2 separate regions of the Zea mays genome follow, and region 2 is linked to region 1. A link is a contact called in public Hi-C data. All regions are on one chromosome and are shown on one strand. The core of a region is the stretch at or near the end of the contact, and the rest is flanking DNA. Distances in the headings are between cores, read along the strand shown.

Region 1 (3,722 bases), core at 234-2,733:
GGGCTTGTTCCATCTTGCCAGCCTTGGTTAGTCCACCTATTATTGTACTGTAAGTAGTTGAATTAGGATTGCAGCCTTTCTCAGGCATTTGCTTAAAGACTTCAAAGGCCTGCAAAATCAATCCCTTTTGACACCAGAAACTAATAATAGTATTGAATGTCGAGTTATCTGGGAGGCGATCATTCTGGGACATCTTAATCATTAGCTCCTCGGCATCCTCCCACCTATCAGCACTGCACAAACCCTTTAGCACAGTGTTGTAGGTGACAATATCAGGTTTACAACCAAAGGATTGCATGTTGCTGAGTAACTCCAAGGCACTATCCACATTTCCTTGCTCACACATCCCACTGATTACAGCATTGTATGTAACAACATTTGCCGTGCATCCATGCTTTGACATTTTCTCTAGATACAGAGTAACTTTCTGGAGCAATCCTTTTCGACACAAGGTATTGATGATCACATTGAGTGTTGCTTCGTTTGGTGGGCAGTTCTCACGAACCATCTCGTCTAGAATCTCATCAGCATCCACCCATCGCTCGATGCTGCAGAAACCCTTCAAAACAGTGTTGTAGTTGACAGTGTTGGGCTTGCAACCTCTAGAAGGCAAGCTGTTCAGAAGCTCGCGTGCCTGGTCTACATCACCTTCTCTGCACATAGCATCGATGATGACATTGTACGTCACGTTGTTGGGCTCACACCCCTCTGCGCGCATGAAATCGATGAGCTCCAGGGCCTGCCGGTATCCTCTCCCCTTGCACGCCGCCTGGAGCAGGATGTTGTAGGTGACCACGTCGGGCGCGCACCCGCGGCAGAGCATGCCGTCGAGCACCACGAGGGCGTCCGCGACCCGCCCGCGCTCGCAGAGCGCGTGGATGAGTGGGTTGTGGGCGTACGCGCTGCTGGCCTGCACGTGCGCGGGCATTCCGCCCACGACGCGGCGCGCGTCCTCGAGCAGGCCCGCGCGGCAGTACCCGTCGACCAGCGCGCCGTAGGTGGCGGCGGTGGCCTCGGGCCCGCACGCCTCGACGACGCGCGCGGCGTCGGCGGGGCGGCCCCGCCGGCAGAGGTCGCGGACAAGCCGGTTGGCGAGCGGAACGTCGGGCGGGCGCGGCGAGGAGCCCACGAGGCGGAGCGCCGCGTCTAGGTCGCCCCGGTGGATCAGGGCGCTGAGGCGGCGGTCTGCTCCGTGCAGTCGGCGCGGCGGCAGCGGAGGCGGCCTGGTGCTGGTGTTGGGGATGCCCGGTGGGCTGGGCCTTGAGCTGCGGACGCACAGGCGGCGGCGCGCGGGGTGGCGCGAGTGGTGAGGGCGGCCGGCGGACGAGGGAGAGAAGGGGAGGAGAACGCACACGGTGGGGGGCGGGGGCGGGGGCGGCGAAGTCATTGTGCGTTTGGATTTCGGCGCTCGGGATGCGATGGACCGTGGCTGTGGCCGTGTGGGCGCCGGGCGCGCCGCTTGCAGCCAGCGGCTCTGGCTGGCGTCCAACAGCTAGCCGCCCAAGCCAAAAGCTAGCCTCTCAAGAGCCAGGCAAAATTTCGGTTCCATTAGGAAGAATTTATAGTAACCTTATTTTTATATAAAAATATATGTCGAACATATTTCTCGCCTGAACACAGGCCAAAATGATGTGACCAATAGGAGTGGCCACTTTTTAAACGAAAATCGAGCCGAATAGAACCAAATTTTAGTATTTTATAGTTCAGTTCGGTTTCGGTTTTTATATCTACAAAATTCGATGTTCGATATCGTAATCGGTTTCGGTTTTTATATCTATAAAGTTCGGTGTTCGGTATAGTAATTGGTGTTATCATATACCGAACCGAAATACCTATCGATTATAAAATTGAAATGTTTGATTATATGAACTAAATATGTGATACAATAAAATTGTTGTTCACTTTTTATATAATTTATGATGTATTTATAATTTTTTGTATCTATATAATTTTTACTTTTTAAAATTATGATATATCATGTAAACTTGTATATATTGTCATATAACCAAGTTTGGTGTTCTATTTTTACTGAAAAATCAAAGTAAAAAACTGAAACTGAACTTCTCGATTTTTCATTTTCTGGCAAATTGAACAGTTCTACGTAAAACTGAAGTTTTTAAAACCGAAAAACTGAACCGATATTTAAAAAAAAACAGAATTTCCACCCCCGGTGACAAACTCCCGCAATGGACGTGAAGTTATACATGCAGCCAACCATTTCAACCATTCGAATTATGTTTTGAGGGCATCAGAAGAATGCCAAATGGCACTTGAAAAATCAGCAGTAAGATGGGAATTATCTCAAGTAGCAACAGTTAACTGTTAACAGTTCTTTTTGAAACTCAGTTCATATAAGTATGATAACGGCAAAGATAGATCCACTTACAAGACCCTATATCTATAGAAAATGACGTGCTACAAAATTTCTGAAACTTCTGCAGTTTCTCATGGTGGATCTTGTGATCTGGTCCTCCCTTCATTTTACGTTCACCAGCTCCACATCAAAGATGAGGGTCTAGTTTGTGGTATCTACCCCACTCTTTTGGACAGAAAACAATTTTTTTGCATTCCAGATGTAAACACACTCCTTTGTGTCACTCACATCCACCACCTAAAGATCCATATGAATAGAAGGAAAAACAAATTACCAAGAGGTTAAGTTGCAAATTTTGATTTGTTATCGTGGACTGGTGAGTTTAAAATGCCAATGCATTTTACCCTATGGAAGGTGGAATGGTGAGTCTCCTTTTGTCCCCAACCCACATATATGTTAACAAACACTAATCAGTAATTGTGTTTAATACCATGATGAAGGCAAATATATAATACATATGGCCAACGTCCCAGCCACTGACCTGCCCAACACCTACAAGCAACGCATCATTAAAACCATCCATTTGGTACTAATTTGGAGTAACGTTAGAGGGTAATTACCTAGTCTAGACTCAAAATGTCTTCCACTAACATTGGAGTAAAAAATATTGTCATCCTTTAGCTTGCCAATATATTTAACAGAAACCTAAGAAGAAGAAGAAAATAGCATTATTAAGCAGGGGCTCAAGTAGTAAAATTGGCCATAGACATGCAAAAAAAGATGCATGCATGTCATGAAGAAAGCATGTAAATGCTAGAATTGCATGAGGCCGGAAATGGGTAGCTAGGAGGGGATCATCCCTTTGAAGCTCCTCATATGCTAGAAATTTTACCTTCTTCCCATGTGTGGCTTTTTTACCATCAGGTTTGCCCATCTCTACCTCCTGAGTTATCATACCATTGGCAAATGTTCGTGTTTGGAGTGGCTCCTTGTTATCTGACTCACCAAGTCCAGTTGTTGCCTGATTTTCACTTCTGTTTATGTCATGTGCCCTTCTTTTTCTTGTTCTTTTTACTAGCGTCATGTGCACTTGCCTCCTCATTGTCTTTATCAGTGAATTCTGGTGAAGAACATTGTCAAACGGTACTGAACCATGTGATTAACATTCATATGTGAAAAGCATCTACAAAGGGACATCTCAAGATACTAATATGTTGTTGTTCTTAGCAGATTGCTCACTGGCATCATCCTTAGGGGGCGTTTGGCAGAGCTCCCACATCTCTGTTCCTAGCGAGAATCACTTCTAAGAAGCTAAACGGCTAAAAACTAGGTTGCTCCATAGTGGGAGTGAGAGCTAAAAACCTGCTTCCCGCTGCTCCCCACGCTCTAACACCTCACGAATCACTTC
Region 2 (3,947 bases), core at 765-3,264, 200 kb after region 1:
GGCTACTGTTGGGGGTATGCTTCGTAGCCGAAGATCCTAAAAAGAACACCTTCGAAAGGTCTTCTCAGAAGCAAGCGCCGAAGCTATTATCTATAAAGCTTTGGCACAAAGACAAATCTCAAGATGAAGGATCGAACCGACTTAAAGATGAATTGACTTAAAGACCCATGATGTTTTGTGTCATTATTGTAGTCGATTGTAAAGGACATAAATGTAATTTTGCGCAGGTTGCATCCTGTGCCTATAAATAGGTGAACAATATCCCGACACTGTTCACGCGATCCTGTAATCACGGACACGTCACGCTTGAATTATTGCTTTCTGCCAAGGAGAAGGTATAAATGTGCCTAAATATTGTGTTTTAATACTTGTATATTCATATAATAAAACATGTGAATATATTTTGTGCTTTATATTTCGTTTCTCATTGTTGTCTTAAATACTTTACTTACGACGTTCGTCCGAAGCTCATTAAATCCTTAGGGAGATAATGCTTCAGCGGACGAAGGGCATTTATACTTAACATCTTTGTGTTGCCTTGTTCTTAATTCGAAGCATTTGAGAACAAGTCCCCAACATTTATGTTTGTGATGATATCTGTGATGTATATATGTGATATATGTGATGTATATGTGGTATCTTTTGTTTGTTTGGATGGAATATAAAAAACAAATAAAAAAGATGTATACTGGTCACTTTGCCGAGTGTGACACTCGGTAAAGAGATGCTTTGCCGAGTGTCAGGGCCATAGCACTCGGCAAAGAACCAAAACCTGGGCACCGGTATAGGTTCTTTGTCAAGTGTAATAGCTCTGGCACTCGGCAAAGAAGCACGCTTGGTTGCGCGGTGCGCGCACTAGGAGAGGAGAGGACAGAGGAGCCTTGGACCTTGGTTGCTGCTTGCTGGGAGCCTGGGACTGCGGTGCTGGTCGATGGGAGTGGGCCGCGGGGCCGGGGAGCCTGAGAGGAGGACAGAGGAGTGGAGGATTGCGCCCTGCGCGTCTGTGCGCAGTGCGGTGCTGCCGTGCTGGGGCCTGGGAGGCTGGGAGCCTGGGAGGAGCCGGACTGGAGCCTGGAGGAGGAGTGGAGGACGCCGTCGGCGGCGGTCGGCCGGTCGGCCCGTCGGCCGCCTGGGAGCTAGGGTTGCTGCCTTGCTGGGAGTGGGACCTGGGACTGGGATCAGGGACAGCCGGACTGGGACCTGGCCGTGGGGCGTGGGCTGTGTCGCTGCGCTGTTGGGCTGCCTAGCGGGCTAGCGGCTAGCGCTCAGCCTGCCTAATTTCGGGTAGAATGGGTACTTCGAGTACCGCGGGTTAATACCCGATTAGGCCCAAACTTAGTTCGGGTATTCGGTTTTGTTACCCGTTAGAATTGTTCGGGTAACGAGCATCGGGCTAAACGGGTACGGGTTTGGGTGTTTTGGGTAACGGGCTTCGGGCTCGGGTTTTATGTCTAATCCTACGTTTAGGAGCCCTTAGAGGGACTAAAGACTAAACTGGTTTAGTCCCTCTATTAGTTCTTGTTTTTGGAGAATTAGGAATTAAAAGGGACTAAAAGGTAGGAACTAAACATTAGTCCTATAGAACCAAACAGGGCCTTAACTTACCAAACTATAAAGCTACCTTTCTGGAGGGTGAAGAAGACGTTTTGGTTTACTGGATTCCAGCACGCGAAAAATGGGCCCTCATCACGGTCACGCGCAGGTCTGCAGGACCAGAGGAGTCGACTTCTCTTCACGGTCACGCGCATTGGGCTGCTACGTCCGCTGCAAAGCCGCGTTTCCGCCATTATTGCACCTCGCCGGTTAGCGGTATCTGTCGTACTATGCAGTATGCTCGTCGTAGCTTGCCAGAGTCTACATGCATGCGGTGTTGGGTGTGTGGGCTTGTTGGTTGCCGTCCGGATCCGGCCGGGAGCTGGCAGGATTGCCGGCTTCAAGCCAGCCACCATGCGTGACACCTCCGACCTCCCACCGAGCGCACCTTAAAAAAAACCAGGCAGTGAGAAACCGAACCACGCGTCCAGCTCCCTCTCGGCCTCGCACCAGCTCATCCCAGCTCCGCCCTCACCCTTCCCTTGCCCTCCTCCCACCGCCTCTCCCCCAATCCCTCCCACCACCACCAGATTCGCCTCGCCTCCTCGACGCCCCTCCCTCACCCTTGATGCCACGCCCCCCTCCCATGGCGCCACGCCCGCGCCCCTCCCCACCCGCCCGAGCCGCGACGCTGACCCTCCTCCTCCCGCTCCTCCTCCTCGCCTCTCCGTCCCTCCCCTCCGCCGCCGCTGCCCCCTCGCCGCCGACGGTGCCCGCCACGCAGCGGCAGGCCGCGTCCGCGTCCGACGCCCCGTCCCCTCCTCCCCCTCCGGCGCAGCAGCACCCGCGGAGGCACCGCCACCGGCACTGGAAGCACCGGCCGCCGCCCCCGCACCCGCCGCCGCCGCCCAGGCGGCGTCGGCTCAACTTCGGGGAGCGGCTCGGGATCGCCTTCGCCGGCGTGGCTATCGCAATGCAGGTCGTCCTCGGCGCCTTCCTCGCGCTGCGCGCGTGGCAGCTGCGGCGGCTCGACAAGGCCGAGGTGTCCTCCTCCACGCCCCTCACCTGACCACCGTCTCCCCGCCCGAAGCTCGTCGTGTGCATCAGTCAGGTCCGTGGTTTATTTGTGATCTGATCTGATGCTGCTGTAAACGAATCCATGGTGTAGTAGCTGCGCGTGTCCGTGTTCGGCACCATTCTTTCCGTTCTGTTGTACTACCCTGTACAATCTGCTTCTGCTCCGTGCAGGCTCTAGTTGAGAGGCTTGTGTGTGTTATGAGAGTTGTGCTGCTTCTTTGGTTGTTAACGTGCCTCACCTGATCTAGATTAGTAGACTGTTAGTTCTACTGCTGCCTTGCTGTTACATATTTACAGTGTTCGCTTCTGTGGGGGTTACAATTGCTTACTCGCTTACTCCGGGTTTGGATGCTAAATGGGCTTCAATGTACAAAGCCATTATTTCAATTATTGCACTGGTACCATATAAACTAACCACCTGTCAGTTGCACTTCTCTTATTTTCACTGTCAAGATCACTCCTTGTGGAGTGATTGAGCTATAATATATAAAAAAAGCATACAGGATTTTGGTGTACTCAAGATCAAGACCCCCAACCGCAGCATATCTGGGACTCATTACCATAGAGGATAGCTTATTGTAATTTGAAAGGCTTTTAATTACCCCCCTTCTTCCATCTTAGGCTCATTGCCATCTCCTGGGGGATGTGCAGGATATTGGTGCAATTTTTGAAAAGCTATATACTGTCTAGTTTTCATTAGATTTTATAGATTTGAATGTTTTTACTGTTTCAGAATCAAAAGAAAATGTACATAGTGCCTAAATTTCCTTTCTTGAACCAGAAATACTCACTTTCCTACTTATGTAGGAGTACATAATTACTCAATGTAATTTTTTTGGCAGTTCTGCAATCACAACTTTTTCATCTTATGTCAGGTTAGATAATTGCCCTGTTTTCACAACCAGTGCAACCCGGCACTTAAGTTGTCAGATTGTGTCTTATGGAATACTCTGAACCGAGCTGAATTGCTCTGTCTGGTTAGTAATGCGAGGAACCAAATAATATGTTTTACGACCTAGCAGTGGCAAATGCTGGTTCCTTTCACAATCTGTGATAGAATAGAACTAAGCGTATTTTCCAGATCTTCTACATGTTCCTGCTCAAGAATGTGCCAAACGCATTTGCTCATAGGTGTTATTTTCTCCGCATTACTCATCAGCTATTCTCACGGAAAAAGAAAAAAAGGATAAACTCAACAGCCGTTCATGATAAACTGTATTTTGAATATATGTTTATGATAATTGTTGGCCATGCATGTGAGACAAGTCAGAGAGTAGTTGTATGCTTGTATGTTCTGGCATGCATCTGGGACAGCTCGAGTGAATCTGATCTTATTT

Evidence for each region. Hi-C and Micro-C count contacts between places; a contact is called where the count stands out from the background.
Region 2: a Hi-C map of tassel shows a contact between it and region 1, with 2.9 times the contacts expected there. The contact joins the promoter of LOC107403158 here to the promoter of LOC100272731 in region 1. A contact is called at or near these places in 6 of 25 Hi-C or Micro-C datasets (ear, endosperm, leaf and 1 more) and 1 of 3 datasets of contacts at active chromatin or transcription factors (seedling).

What each region holds. Positions count from the first base shown.
Region 1 is chr2:47,051,549-47,055,270 of Zm-B73-REFERENCE-NAM-5.0, forward strand. It overlaps LOC100272731 (Pentatricopeptide repeat-containing protein), which reads right to left and starts at 1,484. Exons shown (of 1, transcript NM_001147184.1): 1 at 1-1,484. The coding sequence starts at 1,387. It also overlaps the pseudogene LOC109944170.
Region 2 is chr2:47,252,462-47,256,408 of Zm-B73-REFERENCE-NAM-5.0, forward strand. LOC107403158 reads left to right here and starts at 2,015. Exons shown (of 1, transcript NM_001321434.1): 1 at 2,015-2,929. The coding sequence starts at 2,162. The coding sequence ends at 2,602.